3 separate regions of the Zea mays genome follow, and regions 1 and 2 are each linked to region 3. The links are chromatin contacts, called in public Hi-C maps. All regions are on one chromosome and are shown on one strand. Each heading gives the region's core, a stretch centred on a gene start, on an enhancer-like site or on the middle of the called end of the contact. The rest is flanking DNA. Distances are from core to core; before and after follow the strand shown.

Region 1 (4,860 bases), core at 1,925-4,424, 160 kb after region 3:
TAGCGACATCAAACTATTTTTTCATTCTCTTACCGTCAAAATTTGATGTCCCCAGATTAGCAAGTTCCAACATTTGGTTCATGTGGCGCCAGACGATCGTGAAAGGTCCCATTACGAGAAAAATGGCCTGCAAACCCATTCTGCTTGCGTGCGGGAGCAACCGATGCCCGATGAACTTACTATCCGTGGACCAAACGCATAGGCCAGTCATCATCATCTCAGGGTCAAAGGTGTCAGTGCACTTGAGCGCATATGTTGTGACAGCATCAATTTTAAAGTCACTAGAGTACCAGGCTCTCATTTATCTCTATTTAGGCTATGTGCTTCTATGAGGTTGAAATGCGTTCACGGTCACTATATCGACTCGATATAATAATTATGAATCAATATAAATCAGGCCGCCTCTCCATCTCCCTCCTCCCTCAAACCCTACCTGCCACCACCTCTACATCTTCCTTCTCCCCCTCACTGTCGCCATAGGAGGCTGCTAGACACTGTGCAGACCCCAAGAAAGACAGCAGCAAGGGGCTTCTTCCTCTTTTGGCTGCTAGGGTGTTGTGAGGGTGGTTGTTGAATGCTTCAGGAGTGGCGATGTTCCAGGTGCTGGGGCGCGAGTCCATGGCGACGTGGTCGGCCAGCAGACGGCTGCGCCGGGTTGTCATCGTTGAGGCGTTTGCGCACGGCGTTCTTGCAGTCGTTGTTGACTCAGGACCTCTCCCGGATGCTAGAGTCTATGGCGCTGCTCGTTTGCACTCTAGACGAGCTCAAGGCTGCCATCAGCCCACTAGGAACAACTCGACATGTCTTCATCGGCTTAGTCAACGGCGAGGGCAACAACTCGATCTGTGGCATGTGGCGACAGCGGGTGCTCATCGTGTAGCCTGTGAATGAGGTGGTTTGTCCTGCGTACTATGGCGGCGGGGGTGAGGAGGGGCTCATCTCGTCACTGGCAATGGTGGGGGCTCATCCTATTGCCGTTGACGGTGGTGCCTCGTCACGTGGCCTGTGGTCCAGTGTCCCCCCTCTCACCTTGTGCGGCATGGTGACTCGGTATTGTGGCTACATTTATATTCGGTGGCTGGATTTGGTGCCCCACATATTGTAATCATCCCTCCCACCCTGCCCCTATTGTGGTGCTCATTTGACCGTGGCGAGACAACACGCCCTATGAGATGGCGGCCATATCCAATGGCTTCATGCTCGGGTTAGGTGTCTCGTGTTCAGCGACCATCAATGGATTTATCATGGTGTTTATGCCCCTAGGGTTTTGGCTTCGGTGGTTCCTGGAGCTGGCCCTATGGCGCCACCACCTTTGGTGTGACGGATGGTATCCAGCTCGTGGCAGATGTGACTATATCTCGCTTCTTTATCTTCATATCTTGTGCGTACCATCCATACAAACCTAGGGCTCGAGTCATCTTGGAGTTGATTCACAAAATCCTTTGCTCGAGGGACACATTCTATTTTTAGATGCAACATATGGACTCTGTTTGTGTGCTTATTGGCTAGTTCGCAACTCTGTCTTCATAGGACGGTCTACCTAAAAATTGGATGTTGTCATAGAGCTCATGGTCGTTTGATATAAGCCAAGATTTGGTGGTATACCGGCATGAGCATGGAAAGAAGGTGGAGGCAAGGCTAGTGATCTTTGATTTTGGTGGGACTTTTGGGTGCCAGGCTCGTCGACTTTGAGGATAAATCTCTAGGTCTAATGTTAGTTGGTTGTGCTTAGCATTGACCTTGATGAAGGCATTGTCTAAAGTATCGAGAGTCTTTTCTCTTGATTGAAAACCTTTGATCTGACATTTTTTGGTTGGGTCATCGAAAAACGTATGTCTTATTCTTCCTAAAGACGTTGCTAAGAGAGCCTCAATCTCAGTTCTTGTTTTGCCTGGTTAGTAGTTGGCTTCAAGATTATGTTGTGAGTGTTAGCTCGCTTTGAGATGAGTATGTTTCTCCTTTTTTTTCTTTTCTCTCTCTCTTTGTTTGGCTGTGTACACCTTAGTGTGTAGAGGCCCGGAGTAATCTTAGTAATCTTGTATCATCTTGATATAATTGTCTAAGATTAATAGAGCTTCATTTATCGAAAACATCAATAAAAATCAATTTTAAAGGTTTGACTAGGAGTATCCTTTAACCCACATAAAACTCTATATCCTAACAAAGGTCATATTTAGATTCAGTCTAGGTAAACTTTAATAAACTAATTTGACCAGCTAATGTTTAGTTGGGGTCGTTTGGATTCTTTACTTAATTGATGTTTATTTATCGCGTTCTCCTTATTTGTATTTAGCGCAATTATATGGACATGAAAAAACAGAAGGGTAATTTAGTCATTACTCATGTTTTAGTTGAGTTTAACTAGGTTGGAACAACTAAAAGGATTGTGTAGGAACTAAATTTTAGCGAGTTGATCCAAACAATTGCAGAATGTTGATTGCGCTTGGGTCCACTTCAAATTATATAACCTTCGAGGAATTTATACTATCATAACAAAACCATAATAATTAGGAAAAAATTTCGTCTTAGGAATGAAGTGTTATCAAGAAGACATTTAGTTAATATTATACTACCACTCCTAAAAACCATACAATTCAAGACAGTCTCAAACAGATTAGCGTGGGACTCAAATTACCATGTTAATATGTTATCCTTATTTATTAGACATTTTCTATATAAAGAATTAAAGATGGCTTGTTACTTGTTAGATGGTTAATTGCCTTTGACCTTAGTTATTTGTGCATGCAGCTATAGTTAAAAAGTTTGCATGCATATGTGGGATCGGTCAAATAGAGAAAAGGTATATACAGTCGAGTTTATATACGTGGGACAAAATTTGAATCCTGGAATAAAAACTTTTGGCTGATGAATGGAGTATAAAGGAAATGTCGTCATGCTCCATTATTTAAAATATATATCGAGATAAACAAAGAAAAACTCCAGTAATTGAAATCTATGGTATTCGGAAATAAAAAATGTATTTTATAAAGATTTTCTTGCACGAAGCAACACATATATTTTATAAACCAAATTAAAATGTTAAGAACGAAACAATGAACAATTAACAAGGCCAGATCCAAGGGGGCTGCCTGGGCTCCCCGTGGGCCTAATTCCCAGAGAGATCAACCGAGTCCAAAATCCATATGACAACCTTTAAGCTTCAGCCCTTGCCTTGAGCCCTTGACCCATATGACAATTAACAAGGCCAGATCCAAGGCCGCGCTGCGGTGCTCCACAGTCCACACCCGATCTCACGAACTCCGCTCTTCAGCATCCGCATGTAGCCCCTCATTATTTGACCCCACCATTTCGCGTTGTTCGCTTCAGATTAAAGTCAGTTATTGGAATTGTTGTAGCTGTAATTTATATTGACAAAAATATTGTTATAGAAGCAGTAGAAGACGATATGGATTAAATCCAAACGAATATGCACAATATGACAGTTGTTGCGCCAATTAGATCGGTTAATGACTAGGCAGTGGCGAAGCCACCAGGGGTGCCGGAGTGGGCATGGCACCCCCAAGTCAGATTAATGTATCCTATAGCCTATTATCTTACTGGCAGTTTATTATTTAGTAGCCTGAAACCCTTAATTTTTCCATCAACACACGACGGACCTTTTATCACTTTGTGCTTCCTTTAATCTAGTACTTGGCTCTTTTGACATGGAAAAGGTATGCTCTCTAATGGAAAAGTATTATCCTACAGATTTCTCAAATAAAAAAAGAATGCAATTAGAGTGCCAATTGCCACATTTTCAACTTGATGTTTGCAACTATCCAGAACTAAAGGGTTTATCATCTTTGGCTGATTTAACAAGTGGATTAGTTAAGCTGGGTAAAGATTCTTCTTATCCGATGGTAGATAAATTATTGAGATTACTCTTAACTCTTCATGTGTCAACTGCGACCACAAAGAGAGCCTTTTCAGCTATGAAATTTGTGAAGACACGTCTTCGAAGCAAAATGGGAGATGCTTATTTACGAGATTATCTGGTCGTTTATATTGAAAGGGAATTAGCGGCAATGATTTGTTCTGATGATATTATCAAGGTCTATGATCTAGCTAATACACGTAGAGCTAAATTCAAAATAACTGAGATGTAATTTTATTTTGTTTGACAAAATAGATGTTGTTTTATTATACTGTTTTTAATGAAGATTATATATCAATATATATATTATGGTTGGTTCCCTTGCCATTTTTATATTGTGTCCTTTCTAATTTAGTCGCTTAGAGGCTAAGCCTGCCCCCTCTGCCTTCGAATCCTGGCTTCGCCCCTGTGACTAGGGTTGAAATGGCACGTAGGTTGAAACATTCAACCGGCGTGATTCTCAGCTGTAGCACCTACCCAGTCCTTGCCCAAAACGATCATAATCGGAGCCCATACGGGCCCAACTTCAACTTGGCATGAACCCAAGCAGATTCAGAAATTCTAAAGTGGGAGTTAAATATCACTTGGGAAATACAACAACATATGTTTGTCATTGACATGACAACTCTTCAATCCTGAATTCAGCAACCTAAAATTTACTCCCTCCGTCCCAAAATAATATTCATTTTAAGGTGTTAGTAAATTCGTAAAATATTTAATGTATATATTTTATATATGTGTCTAGATTTATTTTCATCTATTTGAATATAGACACAAAAATTTGGTGCTAAAACGAACAGTAGAATAAAACGGAGGGAGTATTTAGATACACAAAAGGGATCCATACATAAATAAATTTGTCCCCGTTGGTATGCAATGCACATCACGCATAAATAAATAAAATATGAATACATATATGACACTGTTTTTGTTTTAAGCTTTTATGCCCTGTAATAATAATTTTGCATTGGTCTGGTTTTCTCACT
Region 2 (4,523 bases), core at 1,359-3,858, 170 kb before region 3:
GGCAAACCTAGGACACCATCCTTGGTTGTCACTTAAGGTGATGAACATCAGTTTGGGTTATGAAAGTTTAGGGCAAAAGGAATAGTATATGTAAAATGGTTCGATTGGATGTTGGATTTTCTTAATCAAGCATGATTTTTAATATATAAAGAGGGAATGGTTTTATCCTTGTTGAGAACCCTCTCGAGATGCACTCTTGAAGTTTTACACGAGTTTAGAAGAGTTGGGAGTCGAGTTTGAACTCTCCTAGATTTAGATTGGCAAAAGTCAAGTTTCTGTTCTTGCAAAAGTTACGACTTCTAGGAGGATATTGGAACTTCAGGCAGGACAACATATTGCAAAGGACATAACTCTTTCATCGAGTCTCAACTTAGTGTTCTATATATGTTTTTTCTACCATATTGATGAGAAACGCAACGGTGGAGTATAAAAAAATTTACAGCTTTATAAAATGAGTGATTTTTGTTGTCAACGCATTGAAGCAAAAGATGTGTGCTTATTTTATATTATAACCTTAGTTCTTGAAAAACATGTCATATAAGCCCAAGTCTAGGACAACAGATTCCGAGTAAAGGCTTTGCTCGGTTTTCACGGGTGGGACGAATTTTAGCGGGATTGCTTCTATAATTTGTATAAGTTTTGATGGGCTGGAACTAATTCTCGTCCATTCTTGGACAAACGAACAACTCTTAAATCGTCGAAGGAGGGTCGCGTGCCATGACCTGTTAGCTGGGTACCAAGGATAGCAAGCAGCAAAAGGTTCAGTTTCGGTAATGGTCACTTGATAACAGCTCTCTCTTGGTTTACAAGACTTTCAACGTTTTCCCCAACAACAGCTTCGTGCTACTGCATGCGCTGTTTTAAGTGTACAGGAGTACTGCCCCTGTCCGTAGCGCAGCTAATTAAGACTACGTGCTATGTGTTGCCTGTCTGTCGTCAGTCATGGATGGCTACCGCCTACTAGTCAATACTGTCCTTGAGAATGACTGTTGGCAAGAAGCAGGGTTAATTGGTAGAATATCTTTCATAAACATTATCATTATCTTGGCCTCAGTTTCCAGTAAAAATAAAAACCAGACCGTAGAAGCAAGTGAACCAGCCTACTAGATCTATCATCAGCCATTCAGCCGGCTAGTAAAAAAAAAGTATCATTAATTTGGATCCTTCGGCCAAAGCATCTAGCTTTCACCTTCCCCTCCAAAATTAAAGCACGCCAATTGCATCCATGTGGTTGCAGTGCCTTGGACCCTTCATCGAAAAGGTCCTAATTAATGGTCCTGTTCCTTCTGACGTGGCATGATTACTCCTCTCGGAGCCTCGTTGGCACACACATGTGTGCGCAATGAGAAGGTGTATTAATTATGCCCAAAACCCCACACGAACAAAGACAAGTGCCCCCCGAAACCGATCATCTATCTAGCTAACCCCGTCCGTCCGGCCGGCCTTCTTTTCATCACCTTTTTTTCTTTATCATCAGATACACAGATACAGTTTGGTCACCTAATAAAAAGCCCAATTCTTTACTTTGCAGAGTAGGTTTGGTTTGCCAACATACCATGTGCGGAAAACCTTCCCTTTGGTTCATCCCATTATGACCATGCACCAAAGGCAAAGAATCATCCTTTCCATTAAGCGCATATTTCTTGGTTATTACCAATATATTATTAAAGGTTATACATTACGAAATCTATAACGATACTAATTTGATATAAGCAATTTTAATGATTTTTATAAATTGTACTTAATTTTCAAAAATAATTTATAAAAAAAAATCAAGAAATCTACTTATTGAGAACCCACATAGAGTAGTTGTTAAAAGTGCGATTCTTTTTGGCACAAGAATAAGAACTAAATTTTACTTTTTCAGCATTCTCTAAAAGATTCTTTCCCCTTAAATTCTAGGTCCTCTGCTCCTGTAGCGACGCCATCTAAATTCATCCCTGCACAATACATCCTATTCCTAATATATTTTAGATTAGATTTTTCTATATATGTATTTGTCATAGTCTAAAATAGTATATATATATATATATATATATATATATATATATATATATATATATATATATATACTAAATCTGTGTTTAATTCGTAGTTTAGAATATAAAAATAGAGAAAAGAGGACGTGCCCTTAATCTGGGGTGTGCGGCAAAGGGTGAGTTTTTGGTACCGCTGCATAGTCTAACACCTACGACCGATTCGTTAAGGACCGTTATGGGTATGAAAAGAATTTCCCTTGCTGTCTGACCGACAAGGCCTCGATATAATATGCATACAAGGAAAAATAAAAAAAATTGAAAATCCATAACTCCATGTGATTCTTGTAAAAGAAAAAAAAAACTTGATCACCGTGGCAGTTCTACTCTCCCATGCATGCATTCTTCTTCCCCCCAATCTCCCATCCGTTTCCTTCCCCATGCTCTGTCTGCCGCGCTTGCGCTTGCGCTTGACTCCACCACCGCCCTCTCTGTCAGCACTGCCACCCTCCACGTGGGGGCAATCACTGCCATCTGCCTCCACCTCCGTTTCATCTTAACCCCACCTCTCGAGGTCTCCGTTCCTATAAAGGCCTCACACCTGCTCCGTTCCATTCCAACACCTCACCAGCAAGCACACACACACCTTCCACCGGGCCTGGCTTTAAAGCTGTACTTACTATTTATTTCTCCCTCCCCCCACAAACCTCATCTCTTCTCTCCCGCCGCGCGCCACTGGAAAAAAAAAAGGAAAAGAAGAGAGAAAAAAACCCTCCATGTGTTCCATATTTCCTTCGCATTCAGTCATCGGCGTATCGTCGCAGGCGCAGGCTGCTGCTGCTGGCGGCGGCGGCGGGTTTCAGAGCCCAGAGAGCAGAGCCAGCAGCATGAGCGGCGGCGGCTCTCTGCCCTCCCCTTCCGGACCTGCCTGCTCCAGATCATGGTGGGCATTCTATTCTGAGACCAAAACCATTTCGCATTCCATCGTGTCCATCTTTTTTTTCCCTTCTCTTTGTTCTTCCTAGATATACATACATAGGTCGCATTTATTTGCTCTAATCATCGCCTACCGATCACCTAAGAAACCATTGTCTACTACTCCAGCAGCTTACAGTGTGTCAGTGTCCTTTAATTAATTAATTCATCATCGCTTGGTCAAACTAAGTAGCCTGATGATGCATATGCGTGCTGGATCGATCGATCGATCGGTCATGCAGGTCCATCAGCGAGGACTCGCTGCGGAGGTACGTGAGCTACGCGAGCGAGAGCTGCATCCAGGAGCTGCTGGCGGCGTCGTCGGACTCCGGCCGCGGCGGCGACGACGACGGGTGGAAGGTGCTGGTGTACCACAACGGCGTCGAGATATCCAAGCGGCGGACGGGGCCCGCGCACGTCTTCCGGAGCAGGTGGCTGCTGCAGGACGTCTCGCCGGAGCAGTTCGTGGCCGCCGCCAGCGCCGTCGACGCCGCCAAGGTACACACACACACAGACACTACTTGCATGCGTATATTCGTTATTATTACTATATATTCGTAATTGTTAATCTACGAGTGGTAGTATTATACTAGCAACTATATATATAATTGATGAAGAGTTTGAGCAAACTGATTATATTTGAATCAGTCCAAAGGTTTCTTTTCCGTTTCCATTTGAAGTAGGATAGGAAATCGCTTGTTAATTTGATACTTTGGGCCAAATATAAAAAGACAAAAGCTGATGAAGTGATCGTTAGCACAACGGAAGGTTTCCGCAAATCGAAGACTTTGGGTTCCATATCGATCTGTTGCCATGATGGGCCTTGGTTGTGGTTGATGAACGGCTAGCGACCTAGCTGGTTTGCTTTGCTAACTTTGCTCTAGGACTAGCACGTACTCTATAGGTCAATTTCGAGTACTATTTGCTTCATCCGAATAGAAATTATGCAGCAGATCTACCCAAGTCTGTCATTAGTTAAACAAACGTGTTTTACATTGGCCATACATAGGCAGAGTATTTTTTCCCTACAAGGAGGATGTTTCAATAGCAAGGAGATTTTAGTCGACTGGTTCGGTAACAAAAGTAGAATTAGAAAGGATTCGTGAGAACGGAAATCTCTCTCTCCTCCGCTCCTCTTCTTCCCAAAAAAAAACCCCAAACGACAAACTACCTAAGTTGTCGGCGAAACATGAAACTACTATACTACAGTACCAAGTTGTTGGCACGTAAGTGCCGGGTGTGAACGAAATGGGAAAAAAACTGTTCTAGGTCATATGGCAGTAAGTAATTGTCGCTCGTGATATACACCCGTGTGAATAAATAAAACCAAATTAAAACGCATGCACACCGCGGTGAAGGAATCCGTGCTGCGTGCGAGCGCGACATATATTACACCCGTGTGATTCTTAAAGCCTTTATGTATTGTAGCTAGCAGGCACCGTCCATATATCCAACGGTGACCCGGAAACTACACTTACCAATCACCTTGCGACACGAGAGATTCTTAAAGCCTTTCTTTGAGTGCTCTTTCAGTGGACAGCGCAATAATATATTTATTTTGGAAATGAGCTT
Region 3 (4,985 bases), core at 400-2,899:
TTCTATTGTATGAATGTAGTGTTGGTGCAAAACTACTCTACCTTTGAAATCATAAGGCTTGGAAACCAGTTAATGATAATGTCCTTTTCTCACAGTTTGTTAGGATAACTCTTTAAGGCTTGTTTGGGAGCAAGTGGAGTGGAGGGGAATGAGGGGGCTAGAAATCCCTCACTATTTAAAATTGAATAGTGGGCGATTTTAGCCCCCTCAATCCTCTCCATTATCCTTACTCCGAAATAAGCCCTCAAGTTGTGGGCTGTACTTTTTTTTCTTTATACAAAAAAGGAAAAAGATACCACCTGTTCTTCTTTTGGTTGAACTACTGGGATGTAATTCTAGTTTGTACCTTGGTGCTAAAGTTAACTGAGAAGTGGTCGAAGTAACTTTAGTAGCACATTGTTAATTTGGTAATCATGTTCAGCCCTGTATTCCTCTGTTTCAGAATTAGTTTATTTTAGCATTGATTAGTTGTAGTGTTCTATGAAAGCTACAGAAAACAATGGTAGATATCATGGAGGCTGTCCTCCATTGCTATCTCAAGTGAAAAGTGTTGGGTTTATTGAATTTGAGTTTACATCAGAACAAAACATTTAATTTGAGTTATCTACTTCTAGTCTGCAAATATTCAATTTTTATATACTTTTTTGTGAGTGACCTTGACATTTTCAAATTCATGTTAAGGTTACTGGGCTTCTAATTTACTAGTTTGTTAAATAATTGTCTTGAGGTTTGCGAAGGTCTTCTTTAAACATTACCTCAATTCTCGTGTCCATCTGTCTCAAGCAGTCATGCAGATAGGAAGTGTTCTGTTTCCATCCGATGGGAATCTCTCTTACCACTTAAATAGAGAAAATTCTCTCCCCAGATTGGAAAAATCCTAGCAATAGATAATCTCACCCTGATTGTTTTGAAATAATAAGCTCTGCTGCACTTAAATTATCTCTGGTAACAGGGTGGAGAATCTCATTGAGTAATTCAATTATATGTCCCTGAGCTTTGAAACTAATGCTTTCATACTCATACATGTTGATCTTTTCTGTTGATTTTTGGTTATACGTGATGCTTCTTGTGTGTATCAGATGTCGATGCAAATCATTAGGCAGAAGCCTTCTGGTGTACCTTAGATTTCTTTATGTAAATGATAAGATAGAAAATGTTTATTCTTTTATTCAGCCAGAATATTTTTCTTACAGCTACAACATTCTAGGCGTTCTACTATTCTATGGTCTAAAGCAATTTGTTGGATTTTGTAACATTCACAGTTAGCTAACATGTAATCGTTTTTTTTTGTGAAATTGCTGCAGGAAGCGCCTTTTTGTCATGATTAATAACCTCCCTACAATATATGAAGTTGTCACGGGAACTGCCAAGAAGCAAACCAAGGAGAAAACTCCGAAAAGCAGCAGCAAGAGCAATAAAGCTGGCCCAAAAGTATGATTGGCTGGATTCTTCTTTTAACTATTTCTTTTGCCATAATTAACCTCCTAAAACTTCATTCTACTATTATTTTGGCACAAAACACACATACATACAGCCGCCACGCCAGCCAGAACCCAACTCAAGGGGTTCGAAGATGCCACCTCCGAAGGATGAGGATGACAGCGGAGGCGAGGAAGAGGAGGAAGAGGAAGATCACGAAAACACGCTGTGTGGTTCTTGTGGTGACAACTACGGACAGGATGAGTTCTGGATATGCTGCGATGCGTGCGAGACTTGGTTCCATGGCAAGTGTGTCAAGATCACTCCTGCCAAGGCCGAACACATCAAGCACTACAAGTGTCCGAACTGCAGCGGTAGTGGCAAGAGAGCCCGAGCATGATGATGCTGGATATATCCATCTCTCATGCCTGACTTGATGTAAAACACCCACATGGGGACCGAATGCCCGATGGTTGTTGCTTTCAGTGTAGGACCAGCTGTAGGGTCTTGATGTGCTGTTTGCTGTAGTATGTCAAAGACGTTCTAGATCTATTGTTAGTAACTAGCAACTAATTGTAGTAGCCTGTATTTCTTCAATCTTCTCCCAGGGCGCCTGTGCTGAACTCAAACTGTTTTAGATCTAAGTTGTGCATTATGTATCACTCATGTTAGTTTGTTAAAAAATGTGTTAGCATTCGTATGAAACGCCAACCATGTTTACAAATTAATTAACTTCAAGTCTATTTTGCTCGCACCTGTGGTTTTGTCTCCCCAGTTGCAGTTTCCCAAGTATGTTGTATGCCCTATCCTCTCTAGATTCTCTAGATTTTGAGACGTATTGCTGCGCCATCTTTCCATCCAGCAGCGTATATCTTTGCATACTTTCTGGGAATGGTGCTTGGTGGTGGGTTTGACTTTTGCTGTGCTGCAGCTTGTCAATGGAACATAGCATACAGATTGGTAGGAGAGAGGACTGCATCAGGGCGTATGCCCTGTGTATTTTAGAATCATATATCTGCATCGATCACGGTCTGCTTTCTGTGTTCATGTCCCTGTCCAGTTTGCAGCTTGCCAAGCTTTATCTTCCACTCTGCCAACCTCGCCTTTTTGACTTGTCCAAGTTTATCCTCGTGTTCTGTTTCGGCGCCTTCATTTCATTTTCCACCCTCCCCTAGGCGTTCCAAAAGACCATATCCCGTCGACAACAATGGGTTTGATGTTTTGGGCAGTAGATATTTAGTGTGTTTGGTTTGTGGAGTCACCCAATGCTTAATGAGGTGATGCATCATAAGTTCATTCCATCAATTTTGGTAAAATCAACCCACTTCTTATATATATATAATTATTAGCTTATAAGGAATATGGTGGTGATGGATCAACTCATTCTATTTCTCAAACTAAATAAAAATGTGAGGAGTGAGAAAAAGATGGATCACTCAATTCCTCAAACCAAACACACCCATTATGATTCACTAGAACATGGGGGTGCCTTTACGGGCGCCCTATCGGCAGTGCGCTCATGATCCGAACGCAATCATCTTCAGGTCCTCAAATGATGTCGTCCTCGACACCTCGGTGGCTCGGCACATCGTGCGCGAGGGATGACACCTAGCTTTGGTCTGTGCCGTAGGTTCCTCCTGAGACCATCATGTCCGTCCCTCTCTGGGACGCGGAACTTTGCTGCCCTTAGGTCTTGTTCGTTTCCGTCGGATTGCACCCGGAATCGTTCCAGCTAATCAAAGTTTATATAAATTAGAGAAGCAATTCGGTCAGGAATCGTTCCGACCCACCAATCCGGCAGAAACGAACAAAGCCTTACTCGCTGCCGTGTGTGTCTGCGCTCGAGATCGAAACGGCGGGAGGCGTCTACGGGACGTGCCGGGTGTAGTGTCCACCCACTGCTTCTTGTTCTTGTGCTGCATCTGGTAGCTTGGTAGGAATCTATCGACCACAATCTGACAAACGGACTCCCCAACCCGTCAGTTAAGGGGCAGGAAGCTTGTGAGTGAGTGTATGAAATAAAATGATATCGGTGATGACAATATTTTTGTTTTAAAGAAACTTAAGGAGCTTAGAGTCGAATGATGCAACAAACAAATGATCCACCTACTACAAACAAAAAAGAAAACTCTAACAATATTTTTGTTTTAAAGAAACTTAAGGAGCTTAGAGTCGAATGATGCAACAAACAAATGATCCACCTACTACAAACAAAAAAGAAAACTCTACAGAGTTCTGTACATCCACGATAAACCTTGAAAATCCAGTGTGAAGAATACAAACAAAATCCTAATACAATCTACGCATACAAAGAACAGTTGTAGGAAACTTTGACGCCTAATAGGGGATGAATTAGGACTTTCTAAAAACTATCTCTAAACTAGGCTACAAATAAATCCCTATAACAAAACCTATGCAAATAACTTAACTAGATTATGCAAACTAGATTTTTTCTATGTGTTGCGATATCTACCACAAAAGAAGTTATGCAACCTAAGTTTTAATCCTATATAATCTACACTATACTAATATTTACTGAATTCCACCGGAGTAGCTCCATTTTCTAGATTCTAGAATCATCAGCTCCAGTGACATAATAAAATCCAATGTTGTGCTTAGATACATCTCCATGTTGCTGCTATTTTTCAATAAGAAAGCGACATTGTTGCATTCGGTACTGTGTGGTAGTTTAACTATGCTTCATTATTTCCACACAGTGGTAGCAATTTGTTCAAAATTTAGTGGAGGCTGTGAAAGTAAATGTAGGATCCTTTTCATGCTTGAACTGATCCACATGCTCTTTTAAAAATTTGGTAGCGTTGGATGTCTAGCTTATTTGATGAACCATGTCCTTTCCTTTTAGATTGCTTACCTGATATACACCAATCGGGCATATGAGTTCTGCGATTTTTGCTATGGATATGGTACTTTATATGATCAATGATCTTTCCTTGCCATTTTATTTCTTTACTAGTTCGTTAATACTTTGATAGATAGATACAATGATTATTGATTACTGAAATTGGCCTTCATATGCAGGGTTGGATGGGTCCAAATTACTTGGCGTTCTAGGTTGGTACTTGGGGTGTTGCAGTGATCAAGGGAATCGTGTTTTCACCCTCTTAACATGTTGATCGGATAAATGTACTCCATTGATCATAATTGGAAACACTTGTTGAACATTGCAATGGATTTTTCTTAGAAAGACACATTTCATAAAATCATGTTTGGTAGTTTCATTGATGCAAAATGTGAGAGTTAAATGTGTTTACAATTTTTAAGTCCACTTGTGGGTTTTATATGTACCGATACAATCAATGATTTAAATATCCATGAAAAGAACTATATATCAGAACATTATATTAACAGTTCATATTACGTTTGCTGATTTGCACCTCTCTGGTTTTCTCCACGTTAGGAAAGCTAGAAAATTCTTTTCTACTCAGTTTTATGCTAATGGTGGTGTGTACGTGTATGTACCAACAACTAAACCGTGAACACGACATTATCATAGTTGAGTACATGAATAATTATCTCTTATATCTTATTGTAAATTCTGAAATAGT

The links. Hi-C and Micro-C count contacts between places; a contact is called where the count stands out from the background.
Region 1: a contact with region 3 is called in a Hi-C map of tassel, with 4 times the contacts expected there. The contact joins two enhancer-like sites. A contact is called at or near these places in 2 of 25 Hi-C or Micro-C datasets (ear and tassel).
Region 2: a Hi-C map of tassel shows a contact between it and region 3, with 1.7 times the contacts expected there. The contact joins the promoter of LOC100277620 here to the enhancer-like site in region 3. A contact is called at or near these places in 2 of 25 Hi-C or Micro-C datasets (ear and tassel).

The regions. Positions count from the first base shown.
Region 1 is chr4:12,324,400-12,329,259 of Zm-B73-REFERENCE-NAM-5.0, reverse strand. All of the region lies in intron 1 of LOC103652837 (zinc-finger homeodomain protein 4), which reads left to right. Among protein-coding and RNA genes, the nearest start is that of LOC103652837, 14 kb to the left of the region's middle. Within about 2 kb of position 3,174, at least 16 of the 20 cell types and tissues checked have an H3K27ac peak or open chromatin away from gene starts, as enhancers often do. A contact at or near this core is called in tassel, where this site is marked.
Region 2 is chr4:12,657,757-12,662,279 of Zm-B73-REFERENCE-NAM-5.0, reverse strand. LOC100277620 reads left to right here and starts at 2,608. Exons shown (of 3, transcript NM_001374019.1): 1 at 2,608-2,919; 2 at 3,194-3,449. The coding sequence starts at 2,753.
Region 3 is chr4:12,487,650-12,492,634 of Zm-B73-REFERENCE-NAM-5.0, reverse strand. It overlaps LOC100192074, which reads left to right. Exons shown (of 5, transcript NM_001365511.1): 4 at 1,305-1,431; 5 at 1,535-2,120. The coding sequence ends at 1,819. Among protein-coding and RNA genes, the nearest start is that of LOC100192074, 26 kb to the left of the region's middle. Within about 2 kb of position 1,649, at least 6 of the 20 cell types and tissues checked have an H3K27ac peak or open chromatin away from gene starts, as enhancers often do. A contact at or near this core is called in tassel, where this site is marked.